Regions from separate parts of the Mus musculus genome. Here all the other regions are linked to region 1. The links are chromatin contacts, called in public HiCAR-type and HiChIP or PLAC-seq maps. All regions are on one chromosome and are shown on one strand. Each heading gives the region's core, a stretch centred on a gene start, on an enhancer-like site or on the middle of the called end of the contact. The rest is flanking DNA. Distances are from core to core; before and after follow the strand shown.

Region 1 (5,060 bases), core at 1,332-3,831:
TGCAGTGCTTCTTAACCTGGGGGGAGTAAACATGTTTGGGGGAGTCGAACGATCCTTTCACAGGAGTCACATCAGATATCCTGTATATCAGATATTTACATTATGTTTCATAACTAGCAAAATTACAGTTATGAAGTAGCAATGAAAATACTTTTATGGTTGGGGATCATTACAACATAAGGAACTGTGTTAAAGGGTTGCAGTATATGGTTAAGAACTGCCTTAGGACCCGAGCCTCAGAGGGCAGGGCACAGTGGTACATGCCTTTGATCCTAGCATTTGGGAGGCAGAGGCTGGTGGGTCTCTGTGCTGTCTACAGAGTGGATTCTAGGACAGTCAAAGCTAAATAGTAAGACCCTATGGGGGGTGGGGGTGGACAGGTATACTCAGCAATTCAGCTGGGACACAGCTTAATGAAGAGTGCTTTACAAAGTAGGTGTGGCACCATGGCTTTAGAAAGCCAGTCTGTAAAAAGTAACAGGTAAGAATGGAGTTTGGGGGCTGGAGAGATGGCTCAGCAGTTAAGAGCACTGGCTGCTCTTCCAGAGGTTCCGAGTTCAATTCCCAGTAATCACATGGTGGCTCACACCATCTGTAATAGAATCTGATGCCCTCTTCTGGAGTGGCTAATGGAGACAGCAATGTACTCACACAAAATAAACAAATACATAAATCTTTTTTTTTAAAGATTTATTTTATTAATATATGTAAGTACACTGTAGCTGTCCTCAGACACTCCAGAAGAGGGAGTCAGATCTTGTTACGGATGGTTGTGAGCCACCATGTGGTTGCTGGGATTTGAACTTTGGACCTTCGGAAGAGCAGTCGGGTGCTCTTACCCACTGAGCCATCTCACCAGCCCCATAAATCTTTTTTTAAAAAGTAAAAAAGAAAAAAAAAAAGAATGGATTTTGGACTGTTCAGAACTTACCCAGCCTATGGTGAAATACAAGGGAACAATTAAGACCTAGATCTAGAAAAAGAATCTGTGCCACCACTCCCCAACTTGATAAAACTAATTTTTAGGCCAGGCGTGGTGGTGTACGCCTTTAATCCCAACACTTGGGAGGCAGAGGCAGGCAGATTTCTGAGTTCAAGGCCAGCCTGGTCTACAAAGTGAGTTCCAGGACAGCCAGGGCTATACAGAGAAATCCTGTCTCGAAAAACCAAAACCAAAACCAAAAAAAAAAAACAAAAAACAAAAAAACCCCAAAACCTAATTTTTAAAAAATGAAGATATATTTCATGAATACCTATGTTCCCTCCACACAGTTATATCAATATAAGGCAAACAAGACTTACCATGTCAAGGCAGTGTTTTGACCACGGGCATTTTCACCCAAGTTAATGTGAGGAAAACAGCCTAGTTCAAATGACTCAACTTTGATTCCTTGGACTCTCGGTGGAAGCTGAGAGCCGACTCTTGAAAGTTGTCTTCTGACCACGCCCTGTGGCATGAGGCTGACTGAGCACACTTAAGCAGCACCCCAATCCATTTCATTCCACTCCAGAAATAACAGCTCTGAATTCTGTGTGGCTTTCCTTTGCCCAACTTTGTAGTTTTACTATCTTAGTGCTTTGGATTTTTTTGGGTGGGTGGGTGGGTGTCTTTTTTTGGAGACAGGGTTTCTCTGTGTAGCCCTGGCTGTCCTGGAGCTCACTCTGTAGACCAGGCTGGCCTCGAACTCAGAAATCTGCCTGCCTCTGCCTCCCCAGTGCTGGGAGTAAAGGCATGTGCCACCAATGCCCTGCAGTACTTTGGATTTTTAAAGTTTAAGTGTAAAAATCTGACTTTTTTTTTCCCATTGAAAACAACTTGTGGGGGCTGGAGAGATGGCTCAGCGGTTAAGAGTACTGGCTGTTCTTCCAGAGGGTCTGAGTTCAATCTATAAAGAGATATGATCCCCTCTTCTGGCATGCAATTGTACCTGCAGACAGTGCACTCATACATTTAAAATGAGTGAATGAACGAGTGAATAATAAATGATTAAACAAATAAAGGAATGAATAAACAAACAAATAGAAAACAACTTGGGCAAGACTCATGGTGGCTCCCGCACCCCTAATTCACTGCTTTCTTAATCACTCTAAAGCCTAAACAAGTCAGCACGGAACGTTCCTTTGGTTGAATCCAGATGAGTGGTAGATCCAAATGAGTGGTTGGGCAAAGGAAAGATACTCCAGTCCTTTCTACAAACTCACGGCGTTAGGGGTAAAAAGAGATCTGGAGACGGGAAAGAAGACTGGTTCAGCCTCCTGGTCCACGTGAGAAAAACTGAGGGATGCTGGGTCAGCTCACTTTTTGGGCCTCTGTCCATTTCTAACGATGGGAGGTGAAAGGCAAAGTCCGAGCGACTGGATGGTGGCGGTCCTTAGGGCCCCAGGGGGCGTGGTGCCAGATGACAGTATTCCAATTTCGCGCTCAGCCAGAGGAAAGACCGACTAGGAGCGCACCAAAGGTACTCCGCCCAGTTCTTTTTGTCCCTCTCGGGTTCCTGTCCACACGCACTACCTCAGCGATCCCATTGGTCGTAGTCCTCGCCTGGGCGGGAGAGAGGGAGCGAGTGGGCGGGGCCGCGTGGCGTCAGCGCAAGATGGCGGCCTCGGCGGCTCTGTTCTCGCGCTTGCGGAGCGGGCTCCGGGTAGGCGCGCGGGGGCTGTGCACGCGGCTAGCGCCGCCACCTCCCCGCACTCCCGAGCAGGTGAGCGGCGCCGGGACGCGCGCCCCGATATGGGGCTTCTCTCTAAAGTTTTGGGCGTCTGGTGGCAACCCCGGCGGGTCTGGGAGACCGCACCTCAGGGTGCTGAATGGGACGGAGCCCGCGTTTTCGATGTTTCCATGCTTCCTGTGTGGACCACAGTTGCTCCCCCGGGGCTGGATTATGGAGGCCCGGAGTGCATCCCCTGGAGCCCAGGTCTCAACCACGTGGGTGCCGGGAGAGGTCACCTGTTCTGATCTCGGTGACCATTCAGGTGATACTTGACGGGGGTGGGGCCCAGGGCGCTAGGGACCCAGGGTCTGTCCCAGTGACATTTCAATCGCCTCCTTGAGCGAGAGGAACAGGAAGGATCCAGCCTGCCGTCCGTTCCAGCCTAGCCATTCTGACCTCCAAGTCCATGACTTTCCGTTCCCAAAGTCCCAGACAGGAGATTGCCTCTCCTCGCTCTTGCTTCCTTCCCTTCCAAACCCCTCCATCTTGGGCTCTGGGTATCCGGATATCTTAACTGTTCGTTCTGTCCCTTGGGTGCCCTCTGTCCCTTTAGTTTTGACATCTCTGTGCTAGCGCGCGCGCGCACACACACACACACACACACACACCCATCCCTTATTCTCCTTGCCCTACTCTTCCTGGCTCCAGACCCTGCAGTGCTATTGCTTCCAAGACCTTGAGCAATTTGCCCTTTCAGCTCTTGAACCCCTGTGATTCTCTAGACAGTTTAGTTGTGACTGTCTGAGGGGAGCAGCCTCTGAACTCACCCCTTCAGGGACACAGTTTTCTGCTCTGGATGTCCACTTCCTGGTTCTTGATCTTGAGGCTGCTTGGACAAATTTAAGTATTCTGTTATTTCTCTCTGTGTGACCTCTCCTCCATCCCCCTCCACTCAGGTCACTGAAATTGCCAACCGTGGGGGCTCCAAGGCCCAGGGGCCACAGCACCAGCCAGGCTCCGAGGGTCCCAGCTATGCCAAAAAAATTGCGCTCTGGATCGCCGGTTTGCTCGGAGCTGGTGGGACTGTCAGCATCGTCTATATTTTTGGTGAGAGACATAACCCTTGACTGTTGGCCCCCAGATTTCTACTGTGAACCCCCCCTTTCTTTCCCCATACTCAGTTCATTACCTGGCTCCTCCAACTAGGATACTCACCTTGAAATTCAAGAAGTCCTCTTCGACCCCTTGTACTTAAAAGTTCTATCCTCTAGTTGTTCCCTGTACCTGAATTCAGGAACTAAGGGAATGGTGGGAAGAGTAGGGCTAGACCAGTGTGCTTGGTTTCAGTCCTGGGACAAGGGACTGCGGTTCGTATTGGTGGAGAAATAACCTGTCACCGTGCCTGAAGCTATGTGTCCATCTCAGCAGCAGAAGTCTACCTTCCCCTTGTGTGTCCAGCTCAGCCCCAGCCCACTTGGAATCCTGACCCCTAACCTCTTCCTCCCTTTATCCAGGAGCTGTGCCTCTAGCCATAATCCCTTTGAGTGGGGAGTCCCCACCCCTCACTCTCCTCCCCCCTCCAGACCCAGTAGACACTGCTCCAAGGCTCCAGTTTTCTTCATTTGTCTCTTGTCTCCTTCCCTGGCAGGAAACAACCCTGTGGATGAAAATGGTACCAAGGTGAGGAGAGTGAGAGGCAGAGGTGTGAGGGGTCGGTTCTGTGAGGGTGCGGGGCAGGTTGCCTTCCATTGGGTCAGGCTCTCTATAGTCTGCACTGAGCCTCTCCCTTCTTCTCTGGGACTCAGCCTGGAACTCGCAGACTGAATGTGCTGGGCTCCTGCCTCTGCCGGTTCAAACCTTTCCTTTTTTCCCCAGATTCCTGATGAATTCGACAGCGGTGAGTGATTAAACACAGAGCTGGGCTTCCTTCCCACCTCTGCTGCTCTGTTTATTCCTGTAGAGTGCTCTTGGCCTGTCTCATACACCAACCCCTCCTCCATCCGAGGTGTGGCAGTTAGATGGCTCAGGGGACAGACGTGACAAAAGCTCCCTTTCGCGGCCCCACCGCCCTGGAGCAGATGGTCAGGGACAGATGGGGGCAGGGAGCGTCAGCAGTCCATCCCAGACACAGGGCTTTCTGTGCCTTAGATTTGGCATCTGCAGCCCCTGACCCCACTCTTTTATAACACCTTTTTTTTTTTTTTAAATCCCCAAGTCCCTACTCCAACCCATGCCTCATTTCCAAAACAGTGTCTCTCTGTGTCTGTGTCTGTGTCTCTGCCCTGCTTCTCCACACACCCCGACTACCAGAGTTTGTTAAGGGACTTCCAATAAATTCGATAGTGGAATAGTTGTGGTTTTTACCGGACCTTTTCTTAGAGAAGGTGACGTTTGTGGGTCCGAAAGGCC
Region 2 (5,060 bases), core at 938-3,437, 2.3 Mb before region 1:
AACATATGAGTCTATGGGGGCCATACCTAAACATAGCATAATGCAAAACACAGTTAGTCCAACTTCAAAAGCCCCCATAGTCTATAGCAGTCCCAACAATGTTAAAAGTTCAAAGTCCCTTCTGAGATTTATCCAGTCACTTAAGTGTAATCCCCAAAGCAAGACAGGAAACCAGCTGGGCAAACTCCAAACGCTGCATTTCCATGGCTAATGTCAAAGCAGTCTGCAGATCCCCAATTCCTTTTTCATCTTTGTTGACTGCCACAAACTTCTTTCTCATGGGTTGGATCCACTCCCTGTTAGCAGCTTTCCTCAGCATATATCCCACAGCTCTGGCATCTTGAATGTCTTGGGATCTCCAACGCAACTTCAGTGTTACAGCTTCTTGTTCCAGTGTCTGGGATCCACACATGATCTGGGCTCCTCCAAAAGGCTTGAGTCACATCTCCAGCTCTCCCCTCTGTAGCACTCTAGGCTCTGGTTGACTCCACTCCACTGCCACTGCCATTCTTGATAATCATCTCACAGTAATGGCATCTCCAATACACTGGGGTCTTTGACTGCAACTAGGCTTCATTCATAGGCTCTCTTCATGGTGCTGAGCCAAGTCCTGCTGCAACAAGAGGTACAACCTTGGCTGTCTCTGGAACACAGCTTCTTTGTGCCCTCAGAAAAATACTTCCCAGAAGATTTCACCTCACTGATGCTGGTCTTTTATATATATATGTACATATATATATATGATTTATTTATTTTATGTGTATGAGTGCATAATAGCTGTCTTCAGATCCGGGTGGTGGTGGCGCACGCCTTTAATCCCAGAACTTGGGAGGCAGAGGCCAGCCTGGTCTACAAAGTGAGTTCCAGGACAGCCAGGGCTACACAGAGAAACCCTGTCTCAAAAAACCAAAAGAAAAAAAAAAAAAAAAACTGTCTTCAGACACACCAGAAGAGGGCATTAGATCCCATTACAGATGGTTGGGAGTCACCATGTGGTTGCTGAGAATTGAACCCAGGTCCTCTGGAAGAGCATCTGGTACTCTTAACCGCTGAGCCATCTCTACAGCCCCAGATGCTGGTCTCTTTTGTTTGTTTGTTTGTTTGTTTTTTTCCAAGACAGGGTTTCTCTGTGTAGCCCTGGCTGTCCTGGAACTCACTCTGTAGACCAGGCTGGCCTCGAACTCAGAAATCCACCTGCCTCTGCCTCCCGAGTGCTGGGATTAAAGGCGTGCGCCACCACACCCGGCTCAGCTGGTCTCTTCTTAATCACCGCTAATTTCTTAGCTCCAGCTAACCAGCATCAATTGTCCCAGTAGTCTCTTCTCTTTTTCACTCTAAAGCCAGAGCCACATGCTGGAACATCACCCCACCCCCAACCCCATTCTATTACCAGCTTTCTGTTTTCCACCTCCCTCATTGCCTAAGCTTGGCTGTCCTGGAACTTGCTCTGTAGATTGACCTTAAATCCAGAGATCTGCATGGCTATCTCCTAAATTATGGGATTAAAGACATGTACCTCCACACTTCTCTCTAGATATCTCTAGTATAAAAGCCAATATTTGGGGGGCTGGAGAGATGGCTCAGCAGTTAAGAGCACTGACTGCTCTTCCAGAGGTCCTGAGTTCAATTCCCAGCAACAACATGGTGGCTTACAACCATCTGTAATGGGATCTGACACCCTCTTCTGGTGTGTCTGACAGCTACAGTGTAGTTAGATATAATAATAAATAAATCTTTTTTAAAAGCCAATATTTTGTTCTGTATCCATAATCCCAGCACTTGAAAGCCTATGTCAACCTAGGAAGTTCCATACCTGGGCTCAAAACCAAACCAAACCCCAAAATGAAAAAAAGAAAACCATGGAGGTAGTCAGTAAAATTAAATTTTATTCAAAAAAAGAATAATGAACTGACCCCTGGCAGTGTATCTGTCCACCGAGTGCAAAAGACTCCTACCCTGGCTTTGCAGTGTTTACAAACTTCTGGAAGGACCTCCGAACTTCCGTGCCTCCTCAAAGTTCCGGCTTCCACAGCGGGGTGGGTCAAAGTGACGTTGCTTCGCTCTCATTCGCCCACCTTTCTCTACGAGGGCGGGGCCTATCCGTACAGCCGCGTCTGTCAGATTAGAGGCCCTTCCGGGGCCCTGACTTTCCGACACTCTAATTGGCTTTTGCTCGCTCTGGGGGTGTGGCCAAGTCTCAGCCCCTGTTCTTAAACTACGTCCTCACGCAGCGCATCCGTCGCGGTAGTCCATACGTCATCGGCCGGCTCCCACCCTGAGACGACAGGGACTCGACCGTAGAACCCGCTGCGGCTGCTGGAAGGAGCGGTGAAGGCTATGGCATCAGCGATGGCCGGAGCAGGGCCGGCTCCGGGACTCCCGGTGGCGGGAGGGCCGGTGGTCCCGGGGCCTGGTGTCGGCATCCCGGGCAAGAGCGGCGAGGAACGCTTGAAAGAAATGGAGGCGGAGATGGCCCTGTAAGGCCCTGAGTAGGAGAAATAAAAGCTGTTCCCGGGCAAACCCAATTAACCCTGTAGCCTCCAGGTCTTCAGAAGGTTGAGATGTGGTTCCATAAGGGGCCGTGGGACCCGAGGGATGCGGGGAGGCATTAGCTGGGATGAAGGCGCGGTGGAGAAGTACCCAGCACCTCAGGCTTGGTGAGACCTGACCTATGGTATCTGTCCCGCTCCCCCAGGTTTGAGCAAGAAGTATTGGGAGCTCCGGTGACCGGAATCCCAACTGCTGTGCCTGCGGTGCCCACGGTAGAAGCGATGCAGGTCCCCCCAGCTCCTGTGATCCGCCCAATTATCGCCACCAACACATACCAACAGGTAAGGTGAGAGCTACAGCTTGAGTCGGGAGAACAGAATGGTTTGGTCCCAATAAGGGCTTATCTATGGACAGCGATTGATGTTTTGGCTGGCATGACCACTTAAGTGCCAGGGACTCAGGATGCAAGACAGTATATTTAATCCATTGGAAACTAATATTCTACAGTGCCTGTCCGGTAGAACTTTCTGCAGTGTTAGATTATTCTATATAAACATCTCTTGAGCCAGGCATGGTGGCGCACACCTTTAATCCCAGCACTCGGGAGGCAGAGGCAGGTGGATTTCTGAGTTCGAGGCCAGTCTGGTCTACAGAGTGAGTTCCAGGACAGCCAGGGCTATACAGAGAAACCCTGTCTCGAAAAACAAACAAAAAAAAAAATCTCTTGAAAGTTTTTATTCACAGATTTGGGGTGTAGTTCAGTGGTAGAGCACTTAGCCTGGCAGAGTCCTATTTTCTAAGCCCACTACCACCACAAAAAAACCAAAACAATATTAAAATGTATATCTGTGTTGTCATTCCCAAGACTCATGGATAATATTCCAGGTGCTTAATAGTCAGCTGTAAGAAAGAAGCCGAGGAAAGAAGGAAACAGGGGGGAACTATTTAGAGGAACACCAGCAGAGAAAACGTGTTTATTCTGTTCACAGTTATTAGGTGGGCTGGGATGCAGCTTAGTAATAATCTCATGCCTGGCATGTCAAAGCCGTGGGTTCAATCCCTTGCATTGTGGAGGGAACAAAAAAGATCAAAGGCACTCTTGTGCCTTCTCAGCACTAGGCACTGTTCTAAGCAAGGGGTGTATAGGAGAAAACAAAACAGAAAAGTTCCCGTTGTTTCTTTGACCTTACAAAGTGGTAAGAGTTTTATTAGCAGTCAGGGAAGGCCTTTTTGATCTGGTATTAGTAAAGCAAAGATATAAATGAGATGACTGAACCATGCAGATGTCTGGAGTGATGTTATCCCAGGCAAAAAGTTGTCCATGCAAAGACTGAGACAGCATTGTCTTGTTCATGCAACAGCAGAGAGGTCAGTGGCTAGAGAGGAGCAAACAAAAGGGAAAATGGAGAAGATTAAAACAGTGATGGAAGCTAGATCTAGCAGGGTCTTCTGAGCCACTTTAAGATGAAATGAGGAACTACTAGAGAATTCTAAGGTGGGTGGTAATGGTCCAACTTATAGGTTAAGCATGTAGCTTTGGCTGTCTTGATAATATACTAGAGAGAGCAAGGGTGAGTTCAAGGAGATGGAGAAAGAGGCTAATAATCTAGGTAAGGTAGAGGTAGACAACAGGGAGAACAGGTCGAACATTAGTTAAGATAGTGTGGGGTCTGCAGCCTCACTCTGAACATACCTGCTCTCAGAAATCACAGGGCCCTGGTTAGTCCTTGGATGGGAGATAGTGCTGTAGGGAACTGAGTCAGAAAAGTTGATCCTGGGAGATATTAATAATAAAAGCTTAAGCTATTAAGTGGTGGTGGCACATGCCTTTAATCCCAGCACTTGGAAGTCAGAGGCAGATCTTTGTGAGTCTGAGGTCAGCCTGATCTACAGATGGAGTCACAGGACAGCCAGGGTTACACAGAGAAACCCTGTCTTGAAAAACAAACAAAAACAACAAAAATAGCTTTATTTAGTATGGCGACAGAAGCCCCAGTGAAGAGACCTTGTAGCAGACTCTGACTGGTCACCAGACCCATAAAATAAAGGGTAAAAGTATTAACCTGCCAGGGGAGCCAGCATCTCTGAGCCACAACTCCTCCCCAATAGGTCCAACAGACTCTGGAGGCCAGGGCAGCTGCTGCAGCCACAGTTGTTCCTCCCATGGTGGGAGGCCCTCCTTTTGTGGGCCCAGGTAAGTGACAAAATGAGGGGTCCTGTTTCAGGCAGGGTGGTAAAAGGGGGTGCCCAAAGGTTGCCTCCCACCATCCTCATCTCTTCCTCCCCACAGTTGGCTTTGGCCCTGCCGATCGTGGTCACCTGGACAGTCCTGAGGCTCGAGAGGCCATGTTCCTGAGGCGAGCAGGTAGGTTGGGGACCAAGACCTCACTTTTGGCCAGGCACACTTGTCTGGGTTCAAGAACTCTGGCTCTGCCCTGCTGCAGATCCCTATCTCCATCCTGATACTGTCTTCACTCAGTACATCCCTGACCATGTCCTTCCGTACGGTCTCAAGTCACGTCACGGTACTCAGTCGGATGCTCTCAGATCTAGTCTAGTTAGTCCTGCAC
Region 3 (5,060 bases), core at 1,558-4,057, 2.2 Mb before region 1:
TAAGTGTGGGTTTCTTTTTCCTAGGTGGATTTGCGTTCCTGCCTTTTCTTTGGTTAGTCAACATTTTCTGGTTCTTCAGAGAGGCGTTCCTCGCCCCAGCCTACACAGAGCAGAGCCAAATCAAAGGCTGTGAGTTCTAGGGCACCAGCAAAAAAAAAAAAAAAAAAGACAGTGGGTGGTTGGGTGGTTTGGAAGGGATGATGGAGGCTCCAGAACTCTAGGAGATCTGTGTCAGAGATGAACGGGCTGTCCTGGGTGGGTCCAGCTCCCCCCAGAGCAGCTGGAGGCCAACTCTCTCACCCTTGTTCTTCACTCTAGATGTTTGGCGCTCAGCTGTGGGCTTCCTCTTCTGGGTGATCATTCTCGCCACCTGGATCACCATCTTCCAGATCTACCGGCCCCGCTGGGGCGCTCTTGGGGACTACCTCTCCTTCACCATTCCCCTGGGCACTCCCTAACAACTTCATAAGCTGCTGATCTGTTCTTTCTCCCAGGATGAAGGCTTCTCTGCTCTAGGCTTTCCCTCAGACCCTGAAGACATCTGTTTCTCATTTCCCATCTGCCCCAATAAAGGACCCTAACTTTAAATATTGAGTTCTTGGGATCTTTCGGAGCCAGAAGGATAAAATGATTGCTAACACTCAAAGGCACTTACTGAATGTGTTACATGTTAGGCTTTGTGCTTTTACCCAGTGTATGAATTTTTATTTATTAACTACTGTTCGTACCTTTCTGAAATAAGAACTTTCCTACTTCGGAAAGAAATGACGCTCCCACTTTGAGGGGCCCCTATCTTGCACTAGTAGTTGTGAATTTAAGATTTATTTACTTTATGTATATGAGGACACCAGTGCTCTCTTCAGAGACTCCAGAAGAGGGCATCTGGGTGTCAGCCACCATGTGGTGGCTGGGATTTGAACTCAGGACCCGTAGAAGAGCAGTCAGTGCTCTTACCCGCTGAGCCACCTCTCCAGCCGGGTAGTTGTGGATTTAAAAACACAACTTTCTGAACTGGAGCAGTAGTTTACTGGCAGTGCACTCTGTTAACATTCCTAGCCTGACAAACCAAGCAAGAAAATCACTTTCTTGTTCTAGGCTTTGGTAGTCTCTGCCAAGGAAGAATTCACATTTCTCCCTCTAAGGGAGGTGTCTTATCCAGGAGCTTCCTTAGGACAGCTTCCTTGACTTTCCTATTCTTTATTCTTGTTGTTGTTGTTTTGTTTGTTTTTTTTTTTTTTTTTTTGGTTTTTCGAGACAGGGTTTCTCTGTGTAGCCCTCGCCATCCTGGAACTCACTCTGTAGACCAGGCTGGCCTCGAACTCAGAAATCCACCTGCCTCTGCCTCCCGAGTGCTGGGATTAAAGGCGTGCGCCGCCACCACCCAGCCTATTCTTTATTCTTGATTTAGTTTTGTGTGTGTGTGTGTGTGTACTTTTATGTAGTGCCCATGGGAACCAGAAGAGGACATCAGCATCCTCTAGAACTGCAATTATACATGGTTGTTAGACACCATGTGAATCCCCTTAACTACTGCGCTCAACAAGTGAGCAAGCCCTTTCTCTGGCATCTTGATCTTCTCATTTAAAATTTCATGGCCAGTCAGTGGTGGTGCACGTCTTTTATCCCAGCACTTGGGAGGCAGAGGCAGGCAGATTTCTGAGTTCGAGGCCAGCCTGGTCTACAAAGTGAGTTCCAGGACAGCCAGGGCTACACAGAGAAACCCTGTCTCAAAAATAAATAAATAAATATTTCATGATTTTGGTGGCTTATGTCTGAAACCACAGCACTTGGGAAGCAGAGGCATGGTGGATTTCTGTGACTTCCAGGCCAGCTGGGGTTTGTAGTGATACCCTGTGTCAACATAATTTCAGCAAAGAGTCTAGTGAGATAACTCAATGGTAGGGACACTTGCTGCCAGTCATGACCTGCGTTTGATCCTCAAATCCTGTAAGTGATCTGACTGCTACAGGTGTGCCCCACCCCCCAATAAGTTAAGAAAAGCATATACCCAACAGGTTGTTGTGTTAATCACACACTGGGGAGGCTGAGGCAGGAGGCCTTCCGGGAGTTCAGAGACAGCTTGGGTCACATACATAATGAGCTTCAGGCTAGACTGAGCCAGAGTGAGGCAATAAATAAATAATGATAAAGTCTCAGTCCCCACTTTGATGTTCCCTATTGAGTATTTTTACATATTTGTGTGTTCCCATTACATTTCACTTAGAATTTTTGGCTTGTTTATTGACTATCGTCTATCCTCTACACGATAAGACACATTCTCAGCAAGGATTTTTGCCTGTTTTGCTCGTTAAAGCGTCCTCACTATGTGGATGAGTACCCAGCGCTTTTAGTATTTAAATGAAAGAGAGTTAGCTGAGAAATACACCTAGCGAGCTCTCTGTCAGAAAGGATCCAGTCCGTCTCCAGAATGATCTTCCTGTGAAGGATGTCAGTGACTATGATAGTTACTTAGGAGCTGGAAATAGGTTTAGTGGCAATACTAAAATATAACACTACAAATCCCGAAAAGCCTTGGGATGTCTGAGTCTTTGCTTCCCATAGTGCTCCTTGCGGCGCAGGCGCATTACCTCCGTCTTGAGCCTCGGAAGTTTGAATCACAACCCCCACCTCCGCCCCCCAGGTGCCTGGCTTGTCGTTGGTTTGTTTCCGGATACAGGGCCTCGGGAAGGTGGAGCCTAAGGCTGGGAGCCAATAGTACAGGCTGTCAATTGGCCAGCAAATGAAATTGACGTTTTCATCAACTAGTGGGAAAAAGCAGTTGCCAAAGGGTCCCGCCTACAGAAGGGGAAGAAGGGAAGTGGCCGCCAAGGCAGTCGCGGCTGGACAGTGCTCAGGCCCGAGGACCAGTGGTGCCCAGACTTACCTTTGACCTTTCCCTGCCCGCCTTCCGCCTAGCTTTTGAACCACACCTCCTCCAAGTTTTTCTGATCCAGCGCATTAGACCTGCACCCAAATCATGTTCCCGGTAAAGGTGAAAGTGGAGAAATCAGGTGAGGACTGGGGATCCAGGAGAGATATGTTAATAGTGAAAAAGCGGAGTACGCGACATCTCTCTGCAGCCCATATGACAGGATCCTCTAAAAAGGGTCCTTTTCTTTTTCTACCTCACTTTCCCCATTTCTGACAGTGGGCATGAGTCATCAATTGTGGAGTGTCCCTGAATCAATCCTCACTGGCTGTGCATTCCAATAACGCTAGGGTGTAGGGTGATAAATAGACAAGGTGGGAGGAGTGGCAGGGTGTAGGAAGGAAGCGGGCAGCAGAGCAGCTAGGGCGACTGCAGCCGTGAGGAAACGGAGGCAGAGAGATGGGAGGGGAGGAGGACAGATCTGTGGGTTCTGGGAAGGGACTTTCGACTTTTCCTTTGAGGGAAGTGGGTAGTCTAGGGAGGTTTTTGAAGAAGGAGTGAGTTGGTAAAGGTACACCCCAAAGTGCAAAAAAACAAACAAACAACAACAACAAAGCTTGAGTGGACATCCTCAGAGATGCAGTGAGTGGAGAGAGGGCTGTTCGTGTTGGCAGCTGCCTTTATTCCCAGGGCATGGAGAACAGAGACAAACGGATCTCTGAAGTCAAGGCCAGTTTGACCTACTTAGCAAACAACATGCCAACCCAAGGCTATATAGTGAAGAACTGGGGGTGGGAGGAGAGAAATATATATAGTGGAGGGAGCCTCACTACAACTATGCAGGTAGGACAAGGGTGGGTTTGGAAACGCCAGACTGAGTACAGACCCCATTTTCTGGAGTCAGGATTGAAGACTCCTTGAGGGTTCTGTGCTGGAGAAGATCAAAGCCACGTTGTGTTGTCTGTCTGTCTTTGTATTTTTTCTTTCTTTTGCTTATTGTTTGAGAGAGGATCTTTCATTGCTGAGGCTGACCTTGAAACTCTTGATCCTCCTACCTCAGCCTCCAGAGTGCTGGGATAGCAGACATATGCTATTATGCCCAGTAGGCTTGGCTTTCTTTTAGGAAGGTTCTTTTGTCTGCATTATAAAAGGAGGTGGATCAGAAAAGATGACAGAGGCTAGGCGCTGGGTGGGAGGAAAAGGCGAGGTAGGGAGGGGATATATTGACAGACTCCCACAAGCCAAGTGAGCTGAGACTGGGGCTGGGAAAGGAGTGCCCACAGCGAGTCAGGAGCCTGTGGGCCAGCTAGTCACGCCTCATGGGAGAATCCAGGGAGTGGAGTGGGTTTCGAGGAGACCTCAGTGGGAATACCCTAAGGGCTGTCCATGGAAGGTGTCCAGATCCTAGATTCCTGAGTAGGTGTTGGAGAGAAAGAGCAGTGGTAGCAGCTGTGCCCTTGGCCCCGCCTAAGGCTCTGTCACCCTGGTTCTGTCTTTAGTTGGTCTCTCCACTGAGTGGCACTAAAGCTGCTTTCCAAGTAACTGGACCAGACAGGACGTAGGATCGCCTCCCACGGCGAATGTGGGAGGCGCACACAGAGCTGATTCCTACCTTCTACCCTCAGAGATGGAGATGGCCAAAGCCCGGAACCAGCTGGATGCCGTTCTTCAGTGTCTGCTGGAGAAGAGTCACATGGACAGGTTGGAACCTGGTCCAGCCTGGGGAACCACAGGGTGGGAGCTGTTTGGACTGACTCTGATTGTTGGAGGGGGGATGTGGATGGGAGGCTGGAGGGGCTGCCTAGGGTGAAAAGTGCCCCATGGGATGTTTCATGGGAAGACTAATTAATAGCATCACACTCTGGGTCCTTGGTACCCTAAGCCAGTAGTGTTTTTTTTGTTCCCAGGGAACGCCTGGATGAAGAAGCTGGGAAAACCCCCTTGGATACGCACAACAAGTAAGGGACTTTGATGGGATTTAGACCTGAGAGTTTGGGTTAGGTAGCTTTTCTCTCTGCTGAGTCCTAACCATCTTGCATAGACAAAGATACCTGTTGTATAAGTGGCTAACACCTTAGAGGAGGGTATTGGTGGGATACAAGGCCCAAGGAGTACCAATAATCCCCAGGATGTTAATTTTTGTTTGTTTTTAGAGCTAGCGATAGAACCCCAGGGCTTTTGCCCATGCTAG
Region 4 (5,060 bases), core at 1,832-4,331, 2.0 Mb before region 1:
GCCACAGAGAGGAAATTATGCCGATACACTCGGATCTCGTGGGAGAGACAGAGAGGGGCAGAGCCAAAGAAACCAAGAGGAGAGAAACTTTACTTATTCATTCAGTCAACAAATATTTAATGAGTGTCTATTACATGCCAGGCACAATTCTAGGAGGCTTGGTGAGAATGGAAATGGGCAAAAAGTCTGGTCTCTATGGAGCTTAATATTCCACCCAGAGAGGTAGGACATTAACAAATAAATATATCATGTCAAGCCCCAGTAAGGAACGTCAGAAATAATGGTGCAGGATGCTAAGCTGGGTCCCAGCAGCTCTTAGAAGAGGTGATGTGCAGAGACTGGACTGAGCTGGGAGAGGTGAGCAGGTCCTGTAGCTTGGAGCTGGGAGTGAGGCTGGTGTGCTTAGAGAAGGCTCAGGGCTGTGTCCACAGCACAGGGAGGGGCAGAATGAAGGGACAGAGACAGAGGAGAGGAAGGAAGCAAACAGGGATCCATGGTAACAAGGAGATACAGAACACATAAGAGAATCATGGTGACAGCTAGGGTGGTCACAGGGAGGTGGGCCCACCCCAGCAGTGAAGAGACTAAGGCAGGAGGATTGTGAGTTCAAGACCAGCCTATACTGCATAGCATGAATCTGTCTTTAAAAATAATAATAATAATAATAAAATCAAACAAGAGAGGCTTAGAGGAAGAGACACAGCCAAGTCTTCCTTGAAAGGGAAAGGCCATACCAGAAAGGTGTAGAAAGGTACCTTGTGGGGCCCAGCCAAGTAGGGAGCCTTTGAGGCGGGGCTGATCTCACCTCAAGGCCCTGTCCACTGCTCTGGGGTCCCCTGTAGCCACACAGCTCACAGGGAGCTCCTGGTATCCGAGATATCTTTTGCCCTGAGGGCCCAAGACCCCCAACATCCCCTGCTGGGTCCCACTCCAACTCTGCAGGAGTGGGGAAGGTACTGGGTGCCCAGGGCCCCCAGACTCCACCAGCTGCTGGCCCGTCTGAGTCTCCCTCAACTTCCAAGTCCTGGTCCAGGAGGTTGGCCTTCTCAAGCACCTGGAGCAGAGGACAGATGTCATGGGAGTTGGGGAGGTTAGGGTCTGGGCTGGGGACTACCAGGGCAGGTCATACCAGGCTATAGCTGATCAACTGGGCCTGCAGCTGCCAGAGCCGTTGGAAGATGGTGTCTCGGTGGGTTCCAAGGGCCCTCAGGACCTGCTCCAGGGATGCCCAGGCCCTGGGCTCACTCCTCTCTGCCAGGCCCTCACCAAATGCAAGCAATGCATCCACGCGCTCAGCGGCCCCTCGTAGCTCTGCCTGCAGGGCCTGGAACACATGGCTAGACACTCTCACATACGACAGTGATACCAGACCCCACCCCCACCCCAGAACCTGGAGTTATTTTGTCTTTCATGTCCTGTGCAGAAGTCAGAATATGCAATAAACCCACTTTCTATTCAAGAAAGCTTACACCCATACCAAGGACTCTACCCACTCCCCTATAACCTGGCCTCCCACTGCCTACCTGCATCTGGACAATCCTGTTGTGGGCCAGCGTCCAAGACCCAAGGCCTCGTTCCAGGTCCTGCAGCCGGAAGTTCAACCTCAACAGACAAAGATGTAGACTGTCCTGTTCAGCTTCTAGTACTTCCAAACCAGAGTCAGAGTGCTGGAGATTCCAGGGGACCAAAATCAGGGCCAATGGGCCAAGACACTACCCCTACTCCCAAGCAGGCTGCTGCCTTGTGGATGTTTCTCTGAAGCCACACCCATTCGAGAACCAACATTTGGGCTGCTCCCACTTGGCAGCCCTTTACACCAAGGCTGAAGACATCTAATTTAAGATTTCCAGGTTCCCGAGCCTTCTAGAAAGGTCTTTATATGGGTCTAAACTAGGAAGGATAATGGAGCAGAGTACCCCCAAAAGGAATGGGGTTATTAATAAAATTCTCATTTCCTACTTGGTAAAACGTGGAAATATGTCCAGCTTGGAGATGATAAAATGTAACTCCAGTTCTCTGAGGCAAGAGAACTGAAAGTTCAAGGGCAGCCTGAGCTACACAGTGAAAGCATATCTCAAATAAGGAGGTCGGGGGAACCGGGGAGATGGCTCAGTTGATAAAATGTTTGCTGTACAAGCAAGTGCTCAAAGAACCAAGCATGTGGCACCGGCTGGTCAGTGACTGGAGGCAGATTCGTGGCGCTCACTCACCAGCCACCCTAGCCAGGTTCAATGGGAGACTCTGTCACATAGTGGAAAGTGACTGAGAGACACTGGCACCGGCACGCATGATGTGCCTGTATCCCTGCTCACACTTAGGCACACAGAGTAAATACACAAAACGATTAAAAATAAGTGAAATACTGATTGGCAACCAGATGTCCTTACGGTGTCCCTTCCTCCACAGCACCCCCCAGAATCATATCATCTGAGCAAGGGGCAGATTCCGGGGGACAGACAGGAAGTGGGACTGGAACAGAGGGTGTGCTCAGCTCACCTCACAGGGCTTGCCCCCGTCTTGATGCTCATGGGAAGAGGCCAGGGGGAGTCTTGAGGGGCTGGTGGCAGACTCAGTGCTCTTCAGTTCACCCATGCAATGCTCAGGCAGGCCCAAGGAGGCCTGGACCTGCTCTGGCCTAGAGAGGAGAAAGGTTGATGGGCCACCTGTGAGGCACAGTGTCTCCTTTTCCACCTCACCATATGCCCACTTTTCTCCATGTCCTTCTTCAGTCAGTCACACATGGCCCTTCCCACAGACCCCTCCCTCCCTCCCTCCCTCCTTCGGAACCACTATCAAGCCCCAGTCCCCACCTGCTTGTCTCTTCCTCAGGTGCAGGGCAGATGGTCCCTCCGACAACATCCAGCTCTCTAGGAGCTGCCAGGGGACAATTCACAGGCTCTGGCGGGAATTCACGGCCAAGAGGTGGAACCAGGGCCATGGCCGTGCACTTGGGGATCGTCAGGTGAGGATGTCCAGTAACAGCAGCCGCTTTCTTAGACAGTCCAGACCCCCATGCTTTCTCAGCAGGACTCACAGCCTAAGTCCGAGGCTACTGAGGGGCCCAGGGGCCAGCCTAGCTCCACCCCTTCCTGGAAGAACCTGGACTAGAGAAATCTGATGCCTGGCTGAGGTGCGGAGGCATTTAACTCCTTCCTCCCCAGCAGGAGAACCTAAACCTTCCAATACCACCCGCTCGCCATCGTGGGGCTTTGAGAGAAAACGTCACCCATCTCAAGACCTTGGATCCTGTCACCTTCAGGGACACCTGTGTCTCAGGGCCCGTCCCATTCATTTAAAGTCTCAGGTATAAGGATACTGAAAAAAAGTCCCAGCACCTGGCAGCTAAAGCCTGTCACCTCAGGCAAGCTGGTCTCAAGTTCAAGGCCAGCCTAGGCAACTTATGGAAGCCCTATTGCAAAACTAAAAAATAATGCAATTGTTGCCTGGGTTGTAGTTTAGTGGTACAGCATTTGTCTAGCATCCAAGAAGCCCTAGGTTCTATCTCCAGTATTGAAGGGGGAGGGGGGGGCAGAGAGAAAGAAACTGAAGTATCTCTTCCCATCTAGTTAAAAAAAAAAAAATCCAAAACGAGTAAAGGTATTTTCTGTTTATTTGGAATGGTGTCTTCTCCATGGTTTCCATAGTTACTGGGGAAATAAATAACCCTGGACAGCTACCTCTGCCCTAGGGTTCCAAGGTCTTAGAACCTGGTGGTCACTTGCTCAGCAGGAGGCTGGCGCGCAGCACACGGGGCACGCGGCGAATGGTCAGTGAGACACGGGTGCCGCGCACCAGGTGGGCTCCGGGCAGCGCTGACTTGCAAGCGGTGGCATTGGGTGGCAGCGAGGTGGCGTCCAGCTCATCCACACGGGTAGCTGAGATGCCGTGGAGCAGGCGTGTGTAAGCTGTGCCCCGGAGCACCAGCAGGCTCCGTGGTTCCACCAGCAGCGAGGTGATGGGCCGTTGAGGAGGCCTGGGCTGCGGGAATCAGTTGATAATGGTAAATGGATATCCAGAGTTTGGGAGTGTGTGAAAAGTCAGCGGGCATCCGTAGCTGGTCAGGGGACAAGGGTCAGCAGGCCCTCAGGAGTGGTAATCTATAGGTTCTGGGGACAAGACTATTGGCCCGCCGTGTGTGTGTGTGTGTGTGTGTGTGTGTGTGTGTGTGTGTGTCCAGTTCTTTGGGAGGAGACAGGGCCTATGCTGCATTTTAAGACATAAAGGGCTACTACATTGTGGGAGCTTCAGCTGGCATCTGAGGGGCTGGGACAGACATGGGCAGTCCTAGGGATACTTACGCAGAGCTAATCTGGGGGTGCACTGCTGGGGTCAGGCTCTAATACAGAGGTTAAAGGGAATGGCCTATCCCGGGACTCTGGCTGTTAGGGAGGCTTTACTCAGGAATGGTATTACAGCAAGCCTGCCTGGGTAGAAGAGATGGAAAAGACGGAACTTTAGGGAGTGGAGCTAACATCTGGCCAGGGTGTTCGGAGAGTTGGAGGAAGACTCTATGAACACTGGGGTATCAAGAATGCATGACTTAAGAGCTAGCAGTCAGAGATAAGGGTGTCCCCAAAAGAGCCGTGTGAGGTTAAGGGGAATCTAGAGGTGATAGAGCATATGACTAGAGTTTCAGGACGCTGGTATTAAGGTGCCCTGTACAGTCTAGGAGGACACAGGGGCACACATGAGTGAATGACACAGTGGGATATCTTGAGGATGTCAAGAATATGCATTGGAGCCAGGCACGGGGGCACACGCTTACAACGCTGGCACTGGGAGGATGGGACAGAAAGATGGCAAACGTGAGGCCAGCCTGGGCTACATACATCTGTTCACAAAAATAAGTAAACAGTAGTTTCTAAAAAAAACTTTGTTGGAACACCGTGTTGAGCTCAAGTGGTCTGAGGGAGGGTCACAGGTCATCCATAGCCTTAGCCATCCAATACCATGGCGACGTATGTATCGGTATCCCTGGGTATCATGGCAGCTGGGGCACCGTACAAACAGATTGGATGGGTATGGGTTGGCTATCTGGGAGAAAGCAGGGATGCCCAACA

Evidence for each region. HiCAR-type assays count read pairs that join an accessible place to other places. HiChIP or PLAC-seq counts read pairs in DNA pulled down with a chosen protein or histone mark.
Region 2: a contact with region 1 is called in an H3K27ac HiChIP or PLAC-seq map of large pre-B cells, with 3 times the contacts expected there. The contact joins the promoter of Rbm42 here to the promoter of Timm50 in region 1. A contact is called at or near these places in 2 of 39 promoter capture datasets (hippocampal neurons and liver), 1 of 115 datasets of contacts at active chromatin or transcription factors (large pre-B cells) and 1 of 9 other capture datasets (liver).
Region 3: a contact with region 1 is called in an H3K4me3 HiChIP or PLAC-seq map of embryonic forebrain, with 3 times the contacts expected there. The contact joins the promoter of Lin37 here to the promoter of Timm50 in region 1. A contact is called at or near these places in 4 of 39 promoter capture datasets (cranial neural crest, hippocampal neurons, liver and 1 more), 1 of 484 Hi-C or Micro-C datasets (muscle stem cells), 2 of 115 datasets of contacts at active chromatin or transcription factors (astrocytes and embryonic forebrain) and 2 of 9 other capture datasets (adipose tissue and liver).
Region 4: a HiCAR-type map of kidney shows a contact between it and region 1, with 5 times the contacts expected there. The contact joins the promoter of Syne4 here to the promoter of Timm50 in region 1. A contact is called at or near these places in 2 of 39 promoter capture datasets (cranial neural crest and liver), 1 of 115 datasets of contacts at active chromatin or transcription factors (kidney) and 1 of 9 other capture datasets (adipose tissue).

What each region holds. Positions count from the first base shown.
Region 1 is chr7:28,309,567-28,314,626 of GRCm38.p6, reverse strand. It overlaps Timm50 (translocase of inner mitochondrial membrane 50), which reads left to right and starts at 2,581. Exons shown (of 11, transcript NM_025616.3): 1 at 2,581-2,702; 2 at 3,608-3,758; 3 at 4,300-4,331; 4 at 4,527-4,548. The coding sequence starts at 2,595. Gm51445 (a long non-coding RNA gene) reads right to left here and starts at 4,787. Exons shown (of 3, transcript XR_003946618.1): 1 at 3,867-4,787; 2 at 3,479-3,537; 3 at 1,854-2,542.
Region 2 is chr7:30,647,355-30,652,414 of GRCm38.p6, reverse strand. Rbm42 (RNA binding motif protein 42) reads left to right here and starts at 2,187. Exons shown (of 10, transcript NM_133693.2): 1 at 2,187-2,477; 2 at 2,696-2,831; 3 at 4,600-4,684; 4 at 4,781-4,855. The coding sequence starts at 2,338.
Region 3 is chr7:30,557,393-30,562,452 of GRCm38.p6, reverse strand. It overlaps Lin37 (lin-37 homolog (C. elegans)), which reads left to right and starts at 2,807. Exons shown (of 9, transcript NM_029377.2): 1 at 2,807-3,011; 2 at 4,495-4,570; 3 at 4,777-4,827. The coding sequence starts at 2,978. Psenen (presenilin enhancer gamma secretase subunit) reads left to right here. Exons shown (of 4, transcript NM_025498.3): 3 at 25-129; 4 at 319-588. The coding sequence ends at 458.
Region 4 is chr7:30,312,837-30,317,896 of GRCm38.p6, reverse strand. Syne4 (spectrin repeat containing, nuclear envelope family member 4) reads right to left here and starts at 3,081. Exons shown (of 8, transcript NM_153577.2): 1 at 2,811-3,081; 2 at 2,497-2,635; 3 at 1,524-1,667; 4 at 1,130-1,324; 5 at 806-1,054. The coding sequence starts at 2,938. Alkbh6 (alkB homolog 6) reads right to left here. Exons shown (of 7, transcript NM_198027.3): 7 at 3,594-3,978. The coding sequence ends at 3,715.